2 separate regions of the Mus musculus genome follow, and region 1 is linked to region 2. A link is a contact called in public promoter capture Hi-C data. All regions are on one chromosome and are shown on one strand. Each heading gives the region's core, a stretch centred on a gene start, on an enhancer-like site or on the middle of the called end of the contact. The rest is flanking DNA. Distances are from core to core; before and after follow the strand shown.

Region 1 (6,957 bases), core at 2,777-5,276, 590 kb after region 2:
TTGTTTCTGTACTTTCATCATATCTCAAAATCATCACCCAATAAACATCCAAATCTATGTACATAATTCGATTAAGCATCATACTTCACAACAATGCCTCTTATTTGTCCTTCCTTCATGATTCTCTTTCTGAAGTAATATCGTTACAATTCTCTTTGAAATTTGCTAGAATGACAGTAATTTCTAGATCTATGGAGGACCTGATATAAATCATTGTACATAAAAACTAGTCCAAAATTGCTAAATGATTATTAAGAAATTAGTAAAACAATAGCCAACTAAGTTTTAAAATTAAACTATTGATCCCTTATTGTGGAAATAAAGTTGAAAACAAATACTTAATTTCAAAATAATCTCTCCCTAAATAGTTAAGAAATAACCAACTTTGCTCCTGAAAGCATCAAGATACAATCTATAGAACATACACATCTCTATATTGTGAACTGATGCCCATCACATACTGGCCTTCAAGATAAAAACATTAAATAAAAAACAAGGAGACCCAGAAACAGTAGGCATTTTTGCAGAGTTCAACTGTATTTGTCTGTAATCTGTTGACCACCTGTGTTAGTTTGTTTTGTAAGAAGGAAAATGATAACAACAAAAGAAAAACAGGAGAAAAGATAAAAAGAAACCCGAAGCAAACTTACAGTCTTTCTGATAGAGGTTGTATCACTAAATGCAATTAGTTCTGTCTTCTCACAACATAAGGAGAGAGGTGCTCTTCCCCTGATGACATTTCACAGAAAACAACTCTTAGGCTTTGGAAAAGGACATTCTTGGGTCACTGCAGTAGCAAGAGGCTCATACAGCATCTAAAAAGATTCACATACTTTTAGAGATAGAAAAAAAATCTAGAATAAATTCTGTAAGAAAGCAAAGGCATCTCTTAATCTTACATGAAAATAATTAATGAAGTCTCTTTAATTCTTGTTTGTCCTTGGACCCAATCTGAGTTTGACTTATATTTTGACTCACGTTTTTATTGTAAAATGTCACAAACTAACAAAGCCAGTATTCTGTGAAGGGGTGCACACACACACACACACACACACACACACACACACACACATGGAAATCATAGATTCTGCAGATAGATTTGCTGCTAGGGACTGGATATGAGGAATTAGACTCCGGAGTGTTCGAAGACTCTTTCTGGCACAGGAAAGGCAGAAATGCTCTACAGTGGAAGGATGAGATGAGTTCTTTCCAATGTGACCCTCTTAAGAAATTACCATAGCCACTCAGACTCCTCAGATGTCAGCTGAACACTGTGACTCTCAAGACTATTCTTGTAGGATAGACCCAGGACAGGTTTGGCAGTGGTCTAGCTTGACAAGCCACTGTTTAATAGCTCATGATCCATGGAAGGGAACACTTACATCAACTGCATAGGTTCAGTGTTCAAGGATCTAAATAGGGTTTTTGGAAGACCCACTGAAGCTGGTGAAGATGAAACCCATAACAAGGTAGAGTTGAACCACACATTTCCAAAACTTCTTGCATTTAGCAGAGCTATATAGCCTTAGACTGAGAGCATAAGGCAACAGAGTGTCTTGTTGGTTATGATCTAGAGTGAGGTCTTCAGTTTTTTGTGATCTTAACTTTCTCATCTCCACAATGGGAAGCTTGCCTTTATCTCATATAAAGGAAATGTTTGTGTGTTTGTTCTCCTTACATTCTAACAGTTAGAAATTGTTAGCATGTTCCTTTTTTAAAATTATTGGATATTTTCTTTATTTCCATTTCAAATTTTGTCCCCTTTCCTGGTTACCCCCCCTTGGAAACCCCTCATCCTACTGCCCCTCCCACTGCTTCTATGAGGGTGTTCCCCAACCAACCCATCCACTCCTGACTCAACCCACTCGAATTCCCCTACAGTAGGATATCGAGCCTTCACAGGACCAAGGGCCTCTCCTCCCATTGATGCTGCTCCCATCCTCTGTTTAGCATGCCTCTTTCACTTACGTTCTAGTTATGTTCACTGTATTTCTTAAGACATAGCAACGCCATTACGGTATACTGTCTGTTCTATACAAAGGTGTACTTTATAAATAATGGCAGAGGAGAATTGATTACTGAATGACAAATGGTGGTTAGAATAGGTGTGGCTTACCCCATAATCAAGCTTTTGTTCTAAATCAACTGAAGGTTAGAATGAATTCTGTTTCTCTTTCATTTGGAAGTATCTGAAATTCTTTGGAATGTTTTAAAACTCCTGCTCTTTTCTTTCTGTTGGTCATTAAATCATTCCTAAAGTTTTATTTAGTCCCCTCATTCATCGTCAGGCCTTCCCACAGAAAATGCCATTACTAAATTTACCTGGAAAGTCAGTATAATTGGAAAGTCAGACAGAAGATACCCCTGACCTTAAGCCTTCCTACCTCTGAAATCACAGTGACTGTCTCACTATATTTAGGTCCTATAATTAACATGCCACATTAGATATGAGCCTTCTTCCTAGTAATTTGCTCATTTCTCCTTTCAGAAGGACAGTCTTTCCTGGTTCCTGCACTCTGTGGGAGCTTCGTAGTCACCTCACCTTGTTCCAGTCAGTTCTTTGGTTTTCAGCAATTCTTTGTCCTTTGTTGTTGTTGTTGTTTGTTTGTTTTTTGTTTTTTTCCTTTTCTTTATTTTTATTTTTATTTATTATTTTTTTTTCAAGACAGGGTTTCTCTGTGTAGCCCTGATTGTCCTAGAACTTACCCTGTAGACCAGGCTGGCCTCAAACTCAGAAATCCGCTGCCCCTGCCTCCCAAGCGTTGGGATTAAAGGCATGTACCACCACTGCCCAACAGCAAGTCTTTGTTTTACCTGTTACATGACTGGGCATCCAAATTTAGAGCCCATTATGCCATGCAATACTAGAAACTTTTCTCAAAGGCTTATACACACTAACGATTATTATCTCAGCTTCTCTCACCTCAAGCTCTCCACACTTTTGTTTGCCACATTCAATGGAAAAAGTAGCATCTCTCAATTTTCCAAATTGACAAATAATGATTATTGAATACATAACATTTTTCCTGTAATATTGAAGGCAATATCCTCCATCACGGCCTATTAAACCTATTAAGCTCCTTGTTTTCTTCACACTTTCCTCTGATTGGAACCCTGTTGTGGATAGCCCTGGGGCTAATTATATTTGATATTAATTCCGTTCTCTTGTGAATGGCTTCGAACAAGGAATGAGTAAGCACTCACAGGTGATTTCCTGTAAACCTGCTTCCCACCTTAATTTGTAAAATAAAGGACAGCTGATGATTGGGCAGATAAAAAGGAAGGTGGAGGGAAGGTGGGGGGAAGAGGGAGAAGAAGAAGAAAATGGAAGAGGGAGAGGACTCAGAGAAGGAGGAAGAAGAAAAGCAGAGCAGAAGCACATGGCCTGGAGAAACTGCAAGTTCTAAGAGGTCTCATAGATGTGGAAGATGGTAGTGTAGTGGTAGATCTGCCCAATCTAGGCGTACAGCATGTATTCATATTAATTGAGTTGTGTTTTCATTGCGGGTGCATATTTGGGTTGGAGATTTACTGCAACAGAATCCTGTGTCCTCTCTACCTTCCAGTTTCTATATGGAATATGCTGCCTTATATTCCTTGCATAGAAACTCCTTGCTATATCAAGATCCTGTTTAGATGTCACTAATGCATGTTTTAAGTGTGGAAGTTTGGGTCATTTTAAAAGTGATTGTCCTAAGAATAAAGGTGCTGAGAGTGGGCAAGCCGGCTGTGTTCCAGGAGTTTGTCCTCGGTGCAGGAAGGGCAACCGTTGGGCTATGGTGTGTAAATCCAAGTCAGACATTACTGGCTGTCCATTGCCGGGAAACAAGAGGAGGGACCAGCCCCAGGCCCTGAAATACCCACGGCAAGCAGTTTATGGGGCCTTGATCAGAACCTTTGTCTTGGCTTCATTATCTTTTCTCGCAGTCTAAGTCTCTTTCAGTCCCAGCCTGCCTTCCAGAAACACCCAGTTCATGTAAGCCGTGGGTCGGCTTACAACATGTCACCACTACAGAGATATAGATTACGAAACATAAAGTGGTTCCCCAAGGTTATCTCTGTTGATTTATATTGAGATAAGGCTCTTGGCTGCTCTAAGTTACTCCAGAAAACTGGTTTTTCAGGCTGGTCCTGGCCTTGAGAGACCCCATTGTATAAATAGGTTTAATTCTACCTTGATGATGTAAGATGACTCTGCCATTGAGTAGACACACGAACAATATCGACTGTCTTGTACCAGCTATGCTACACACTGATAAATAAATGCCTTATTCCCAAGAGTAGAAAGAATTCCAACCTAAAGTATTTAAGTGAACAGAAATAATAGAAGCACGTAGGTATATCCAAAGCATAGCATAGTTACCAGGTCCAACAACTTACCATACACATCAGACCAAGGAAAGGGAGTCGATTTCTCACTTGGACTCCAGTAAAAAGTAAACAACCAATTCTGTGATAATGATCTAAAACCATCTGTCTCCGTGGATCTATTATCTAACCATCGTGTGTGTGTGAAGGACAGGAAACAGAGATCTCCAGATTATCCTGGGTGTATCAGTTTGGTGCAAGTCCCAGTTAGTCTCCCCTCCTGGGAGGGGGGGGAAGGGAGTGCGGGGTGCCTCAGTTTGGCCCAGTTCCAAGAGTTCCAAGTGTTGATGCTGTCTTCTCAACAGCCATCTGCCTATACTTCTGTTCTTCTGTCTAGGCTTGTTATCCATCCATCCATCCATCCATCCATCCATCCATCCATCCATCCATCCTTTTATTTCTTCATCTGGACCTATTATGGTGTCTTTCTTGCTGCACCAGGACTTCTCTTTACTGCTCTGCTCTCAAGCCCATGAGCTTCAGCAGCCCGATTTACAGCAGTAGCATTTCCCTGAAGCCCTGAAGCCTCATCGGTAGAGACCTTATTTACATTTCTATCAGCTTACTGCTGGAACCCCATGGAAACCCCTGGAAACCCTGCCTCAGCCTCAGCTCTTTGCCTTTATTCCATAACCGACATTCATGTAGCTAGGCAGAAAGATTTATCGTGCCCTGAGATCTGGATTTAATAATTAAGATGCAAATAAAGCAACCTGTGTTTGTCTATGCCAGGTTTCCAAGGAAAAGTGGGGTTGTCAGATCGTTGCCATTGGACCTGAGGTTTCTTGTGAGTTTATGGTTATTCGATTAATTCTGACATTGTGGAAGGACAGTGCATCTTTGTCTGAGTATCTCACATGCTGCCCTCATAGCAATCTATTATTTTCTACAAAGTCCAATTTTATCCCAGCAGTTACCTCTACTATATTGTCATTCTTGAAGGTGGAGGTGTTACTTAGTCCTCATGTCTCCTTTCCTAATGTTTAATTCAATATTTGATGCAGGGTACAAGGGCTGCTTTCCAGTCTTCCGTATGGACCTGACACTATTATCTCACTACCTCATATGCTGCCTACCTGGTTCAAGTGGACTGAATATACTGAACTCAGTATTCCCAATATTGTGGGTTATACTCAGAGTTGTATTTGGAGATGACTTTTATTAAGCCCCAGCCTTGACCAGAAACATTTATAAGTGATTTCTAAGACTGTCTGTACTTTTTGTGACCCAGAAAACTCATGGGCTCATGGTTCTCATCATTTCTTGATCCTTGGACCTCAGCATTTGGAATGCTCTGAAATGAGAATTTTTAGCCATATGAGGCCATTATCAGAAACTCTTGTCATATGCTCTGAGGCCTCTCTTCATTTAGAGTGCTTCAGACCAGATTTGTACTGCTTGGCTGAGCAGACATTACTGAGTTCAATCCCATAGGTGAGTCCCAGTTCCCTGAAGCAATCTGGCTCTCTATATCCCTTGCCATAGAGACTTTTATTTATAGGAAGACAGAGCCAAAGTCATATAAAGCAACATTTAACTACTTTATAACTCACATGTATATCAATAATATTAAATGGTAGCATAAAACTAAAAAATAATCAGATTACACTTATTGAACTTATTAGCTGGTCAACGTAATATTAATTTTCTATTATTTTGTTTACTGGTTTTGAGTTTTTGAGCAGATATAGTGCTTATATGAAGCAACAAATATGGATTCTATTTTATCATAGTACAAACAGGCCTTGAAAATATCATGTTACTTCTTATTTAGCAGGACAGATTTGAACTTCAATTCCATTTTAAAAATTATTTATCTAATAACTAAAATACTCTGACCTTTCTTTTGTTTAAGAAAAATTCCTAGCTGATGATTTTGTTGTCAGCCTGTATGACCTTTAATTTTCATGTTAGCTGAATGAAATATAAACATTCACTTCATTTTCATAAGCATAAGTCTGTTGTATTTCCAAACATCTAGTTCATTAGCATTTTTAAAACTTGAAACATATACTTCAGCTTTTGCACAAAAAGTACTTTGGGTACACACACACACACATACATGCACACATTAAATTTCACTGAGAAAGGAATTCCTAAGGCAAACAGAAAGAAAGAAAGAGTGATCCTTTCTTCCATACAAACATCTCCCATGATACTGTAGCTACTCAGAAATCTGTGCCCACATCAAATGCTGAGCTGGGCAGGAGAATGCTTCTCCCTGTCATCCCAGCACTTCTAACACAGTGACAGGAAGAAACTACAAGTGAAGCAGGCCTGAGTTGTGTAATAAGACTGTGTCTCAAAACAAACCAAGAAATGTACAGGTACTGTAAGACCCCCATTCGGGGACCCCCGCTAGACTCGGGAGAGAGAGAGTGCCCAAAGAAACATGAGAATCCTTCTTGCTGTAAGCACATGAGGCAGTTTAATGGCGGAGCTCGGGATCGAAACCTATCTTATGCAGGAGACAGTGGGTTCGACCCCGAGGCTCGAAAACTAGGGGTTTTTATGGGGTAAAGGGCTTAGGGGTGGGGAATTCAGCATAGCGACACACTATTGGCTTATTCAAACATCAGCAGAAAAATT
Region 2 (6,436 bases), core at 2,530-5,029:
TTGGGAAAACAGTTATGTGAATTTATATACATAGAAATGATCTTCTCTATGAAAACATACTTTGACTTTGTCTTTCGTTTCCCATTTTTGTGGAAACGTAAATGCTATTGTAATTTAATATAAAATTACACATTAAATATAATTATGATTTACACAAAAGAGTTGATGTTACTTTACAAATACTACCCATTTAAAACCTTTAAAACGTTCCTGTTTCATTTACCTTAGGGTTAACTATTACTCAATATGGTCATTAATTAGAAACAGTAAATGTATTTCTCTCTTTAGAAAAATTCAACATAGTTATGTAAACCTACTTCTATACTGTTCATACCAGTATTTATAACATAATAATTTATTATAGCATAATCTGACATATTATAATACAATAATGCCATACATACACATATTTTCATATGTGTGTTTCATATAAATATATACAGTTATTTTCTCCTGAAACGTTTGGCTCCTGTATTCTAATAGTTTTAGAGTCATCAGTCAGGCATTTTGCCAGTGAACGTTACCTGAGATTTTATGGAGTTGTTCTTTTGAAGAATTTTCAGGGCCTTTTTATAGCTGAGTCTGGAGACAGGCCTGACAAATCAGGAAATTCCCTCTGGCTGAGAATTGCTTAAGGTGATGGCTTTTCTTTCAAGTCAACCCCTAGATCAGATAAGTTTTAGTTTGTGGAAATTGATCTGTTAAAGGTGCCCTTTGTATAATAATAAAGAGCCTATGGAAACAGGGTTTGGGCTTCAGTCCTTAAGAGGCTGATCTCCCTGCCTCTTGAGAAACCAAAATTTATGCTGCACTAGCTCTCTTTTCTTACATCAGTTGCCCCTGAGCAATCCAGAACCTAGGATTGCTAGTGGATAAACAAAACTCCAAAGTCAGCAGTCCGTAGCCTGCTGTGAGTTCTAGATTCTTGGGAAGGGCCTGCATTTTACTTGATAGGAAGAGAATTCCTTCCCTCATTCACGCACTAACTGGTCCTCTAGTTCCTGATTAACCCAAACAAACCTGCAGATGACCAAAGTCCCCATCTAGCTCTTAGGCTGTCAGGGCTCCTTTGTCCCTGTGCCCTGCTCTAATTCCCAGGCTATTCTGGCTCACAAGCCTTGTCCTCCAAACTCCTAAGGTTCACTCTCCCGTTTGCTTTTGGAATTTTCCAAAGACATACCTGGAAGTTTGATTTCCCCGTTAAACCCCTCTACCTACAAAGTGATGGAGTTCTGTGCTTTCCCTGTGCCCTTGCCTACAGTTTTCTCCACCTCTGGGTGTTGCCGGTAGAACCCAGGACCTTTGGGAGAGATGGGCACTCTCCCAATTCAGCTACATCCTTGGCTAAGGTCTTGTTAAGTCCAAAAGTGCTACACGGAGACCACCACTCACAGATGCAATTGGCAAGAGTGTTATTATTTCTAGAGAGCAAGAAGCCTGCATGCAGAGGTCAGCCACTTACAAAAAATAAAAAAAGAAGAGAAAAGAAAGGAAAAAGAAAAAGAGTTGACTCCAGACAAAGGTATGCAGGCCCTTTTCTAGGGGAATTTTCGCTAGTGTTAGGTAATCTAAAGCCTCAATGGTGGGTGTTGGGGATGTTACATGGATTGGTTTGTGACTGGCTTGTGACCAGGTGGTTAGTGGACTGCATTCTTGTGTCATGAATGTTTAACCCCAGAATGAGATACACACAGCATATAAGGCTGCCCAGCACAGATATATCTCCATCCTTGTGGTCATCCCCACGCTGTTTGCCTGGGGGATTTTATGGCCTTGTTCTTGGAATGCATGGCTTTCCTTTTGAAGTCAGGCCTAGTTCTAAAATGGTGTGTATGCCATCTTCTCCATCTGTCAGTTATGAGCACACTCAGTCCTTCCTTCTGCAGTAGCATCTGTACCGTGGCTATGGACGACTGTTTCCATCTAGGGTTCTCCATGGGGTCCATTTTCTATGCCAGTTAAAGAATGAGATAGGTGGGTGGGGGAGGGGGAGGGGCTAGGGGATTTTCGGAGGAAAAACTAGGAAAGGGGATAACATTTGAAATGTAAATAAAGAAAATATCTAATTAAAAAAAAAAGAATGAAATAGCAGGAAAAATTTCAAGCTTGACAAGTACAAAAAGGAAAAATCTCCAGAAAGCAGCTGGACGCAGCCCTTGAGGAGAGGCCTGTACTGGGGGTAAGGAAAATAGATTTGGAGCAGACACACAGAGGAAAGAAAAGACCCTGGAAAAGCAGGAGGGGAAGGGGATGCCCAAGTTGAAAACCCACTTTTCTCAAGAGCTCGTTTTTGTTGTTTGGTTTTTTTTTTTTTCCCCTGAAGAGTCTTCCTCCCCTAGTTCAGGGCTTGTCATTTTAAAGATAGACAGGATGGTGGATCGGTCCACAACTGTTATATAAACATGGCCTGATCTGATCTGGTGAACTTGTCCAGAGAATCCATCAGCAGGGGTGAGGGGATGAGAGGCTAAGGAGAGGAGAAACCCTCTTTGAGGCCCTTGGTTTAGGCTGACTGGTTTTCACCTCTGATCAAGGGTGAGGAAGAAGCCTTTCATTATGTAGTCATGGCTCCCCCGCTCCCCCCCCCCCTTTGTCTGCCTATCAGGAGCTCTACTAGTCCCTCTCTAGAATTTTTATCTGTTGAGGAGTTTTTAAAAATTCTGTAGTCATTTTGTGGGGAGCAGTGAAGGGAGGCAGGAGAAACAGTCCAGCTTTGTGTGAAAGAAAAGCGAACTCAGGAAGTGAGGTGTCTGATGATTAACAAGTACACTTAAAGTTTAGACTTTACTGTGGTTGAGAGGTCACGAAAGCACTGAAAAGGGAGAGTCCAGAGTGCACCACACAGACAGGCTGAGCTGGGCCATGTGAGGAGAGGGGAGGGGAAGAGGAAGGCAGTAGAAGGGAGATAAGAGATGGTCTGCCAACTAAGGAGGGGATAGCCGGGGACAAGAGACTGGCCAAGAGGGTAAAGGATAGACCAAAAAACAAAACAAAACAACAACAACAAACCAAACAAACAAGGAAAACACCTAAAAAACAACAACCACAAACCAAACAAAAAGCAAGGCAAACCAAAAAAACATCCAGGTAACTTACATGATTGGATTTTATAGGGAAGAGCAGCCCAGCCTGTTGGCTGGAGGAGAATTTAGGGTACCAAACCAAATATGGCAGTCAGGCCCTGAAACGGGTAGGGAGTGAGGGATGCAGGGAGAACCAGGTAGCCAGCATTCAATTTCATATGTTAATGGAACTCAGCCCTTTGTCTCTGGTTTGAGACCTACTAAAGAGACTATTTCCAGCTTTTGTACTCAAGCTTGCATACTCTTCTCAATGACTAGAACATCTACAAGACATATATGTTAAAATTAGACTCTGCCTCCAGGTAGACAAAACACAAGCAGTCTTGTGGGTTTGGCTTGATATGACTAGCTGTTGCATCTGGAGAGCACTCTGGGTTGCCGTTCTGGTGCCATGAATATCGAGTGGCAGTATTTAATAAAGCCTCTTATTAAAACTTACCTGTGGTGGTGGTGAATCTCGGAGTGACCCCAGACCCATAACAGTCATAGGGAGACTCCGTCTCAAAGAGGCTCATTCACCTGAATGTGAACAACTGTCCCAAGATTGTGACAAAAATATAATAAGGAAAAATAATATTGGTGGTCCTACCGGCTCCTGCTGGTACTCAGTAGAAGAAGTTAGGCATTTGAGAACTATCGGGATATGCACTCTGACTCTCCTAACACAAAACAAAACAAAACAAAACAAGAAGGAAGGGAAAGCATTCCTGAGTCTCCTTTTGAATCAGTGCCAGCATTTGAAGAATGCAGTGGAGGTCAGAGTAAAGGGAATGCCAGTAAGTGTTCCTTTGGCGTTCCAGAACTGTGCACAGACCAGATATTCATTTCTACTGAGAGCCTCTGCCAGGAGCAGCTAACAATTCTCAAAGGACTTAGAACTCAGACAGGGTTTCAATTTGGTTGCGTATCTTTCCAGTCAGGAAAAGGAAATCTAAAGACTCAGGAAACAAAACCTAAACTGCCTCAAAGTCCAGGTGCTTTTTCTCCCTGACTTTAGTCTAGTGGAGTAGTGCAGCACCTATGCCTTTCTGAGAGGAGTCTGGAGAGCTGAGTCGCTGCTGGTGCTAGGATTCTAGGAATTCGCCTCACTTGGAGCTGCATGAGAAAGGTAAGCCAGATGCCCTCTAAAGAGATCCATGACCTTCACCGGACCCAGAACTTTTATAAGCCCTGCGAAGAGAAATCTGAGGGTGGAGATTTAAGCTGGAAGTTAGGAAAGGTGACCAAGAAGGTGACTGGGAAGGGGAGGTGGGCACACGGGCAAGGGAAGTACCTCTGCCTGGAGAGGTAAAATGTAGTTCAGTCAGGTTTGTCTGTGGGCAGGTAGGAGTTTCGGGTTATTTTCCTGTATCTTGTAACAAGCAGCCAGCCAGTTATTCACTTGTCCAGTGGATATTGCCTTTATGTGTTCTATTTCTTTCCATTTCAAGCCTCTTGGTTGTAAACAAAATTTCCTGTTTTATTAGGAGAAGGCTCTTAACTTATTGGAGGTCAGAGGCACCTCTTGTACTTTTGTAAAACAAACAAACAACCCCGTTAATTTTAGACACAAAGAGGCCGAAAGTACAGCGACTCCTCATGACTGAGTAATCAGACTTTGACAGCTGGCAGTTGGAACCAGTACCTGGGAGGTCTCACACATACGTTCAAGAGTAACTTGGCCCAGATAGCTCACCTCCAAGGGCCACTCTCAAAAGACAGTTATAGCTATAAACCATATTATTTAACAAGCAAGTGGAGTACCCGCATATCTATAGACAAAGCAGGAGCGTTAAGGCCAGTAATTGTTCTTATCGGTTTTAGTTAGACACACATTCCCTTTTAAGAGGGTGTTTTGAGAGTCTGCTTGCCTCTTTCTTGCAGCATATTTTATTAACCTTTTACGAATATCATTTCTGGTCTAGTGACTGCTATTACCTTATGCCTCTGCTTGTTATCCCCCTGGCCAGAGTCTATACCATTTGTACAGGGTGCTTTAAGCCAGGAGCTATGCCACTTATGATACCAAATGAGAAGATAATGGAGTTGCATATGCCATAAATAATACCTGGGAAGTAGTAGATGGCTCTTTTCTACTTATTTTTCTCCTACCTAGCATCCCATACCACATCCTGTCTGAAAAGATCACATGAGGCCCCAGTTCAACTTAATAATACCATTTCACAGTTAAGTGCAATCCTTAATCAAGGCCATCGAGGAGGGGGATTAGAGAAACATATCACAAAGCCTGCTAGCTATTGAAGGATAAGTATTAATTGGAACCCAAACTAGGCTTGGCATTTTATAGTACCAAGAGCTCAGAAAAGACAGAGCAGACTGTGTGTGCCCACACTGCCCACTCAGGCTGCCTGAGTGTGACCCTCTCTCAACTCCTTCACATCCGCAGACTCTGGACCAGTCTCCATGTATACTGTTTCAGCTACTCTTACAAATTACGCAACAAATTCTATTACGAATACAAGTTAAAGTCTAGTACAAGACCTAATAGGTTAAATTGATTTTACATCAATTAGTATAGGTTGTTAGAGTAGCTGCTGCTACCATAAAGGACTAGGTGACAGTTGGCTTTTATTATGTCAAATATTTAAATACTTAAATAAGAAATGTTTGTATAAATATGTGTGTGCATGCCCATTCTCTACAATTTATGATTAATATCACTCAGCTTGAATGTCTGGGTGTTAATTAAAATAAACAGTTTTTATTATTTATTTATTTATATTTAATTATTTAATGTTTGTTTATTATTCTAAATTTTGTTTTATTAAACACTTAAAATTGTTTCTTACCTTAGGAGAATTAACATGGCCAGGAGAACAGATCCAATTAAAAGGCTGTTCTGTCCTTCATAAGAAAGATGCCTTGATTGAAGTTGCTAAGAATCTCCCTAAAACTTGATGGATGTAGTTTGTTTTGTGTGTGTGTGTCTTCTGGTGAACTGAGCAAATAAGCACAAAGGATTTTAATCATTTTAGTTCGTGTGACTAGGGAGCTAAATGTTATCAATAGTTACTTTTACCTCATCGGTTTAGTATCTGTTATGTGGAGGAAAGCAGATGATCTGGAACAGTGAGGAAGGAAGCACAGGCTTGTCCAGGGAGGGTTCGCAGGGATAATGAAGTGACCAAATAAAGGCACTCGGCTCTTTTCTGCAGCCCTTTGTCAATAGGTGCTCCTCCTGACTCTCTTATGTTAAGACTCATAGTAAAGTAACAGGGTAGGAAGAAGGGAGCAGGAACGTGCATCAGTGAACATATTTTAGAATCTGTTCTGTGTAAAGAGTGGGCGGTTGCCACTTGGAAATGTAACCCTCATTTATTCCCATTAGGTGCATATAGGGCAGAGACCACCAA

Evidence for each region. Promoter capture Hi-C pulls out the DNA fragments that hold promoters and counts their contacts.
Region 1: a promoter capture Hi-C map of the C10 cell line shows a contact between it and region 2, with 3 times the contacts expected there. The contact joins the enhancer-like site here to the promoter of Plscr2 in region 2. A contact is called at or near these places in 5 of 39 promoter capture datasets (the 3T3-L1 cell line, the C10 cell line, cranial neural crest and 1 more) and 1 of 115 datasets of contacts at active chromatin or transcription factors (extraembryonic endoderm stem cells).

The regions. Positions count from the first base shown.
Region 1 is chr9:92,861,940-92,868,896 of GRCm38.p6, forward strand. No RefSeq gene overlaps it. Among named protein-coding and RNA genes, the nearest start is that of 1700034K08Rik, 140 kb to the right of the region's middle. Within about 2 kb of position 4,027, at least 9 of the 459 cell types and tissues checked have an H3K27ac peak or open chromatin away from gene starts, as enhancers often do.
Region 2 is chr9:92,271,823-92,278,258 of GRCm38.p6, forward strand. It overlaps Plscr2 (phospholipid scramblase 2), which reads left to right and starts at 3,780. Exons shown (of 8, transcript NM_008880.3): 1 at 3,780-4,191. Plscr1 (phospholipid scramblase 1) reads left to right here. Exons shown (of 9, transcript NM_011636.2): 9 at 1-739.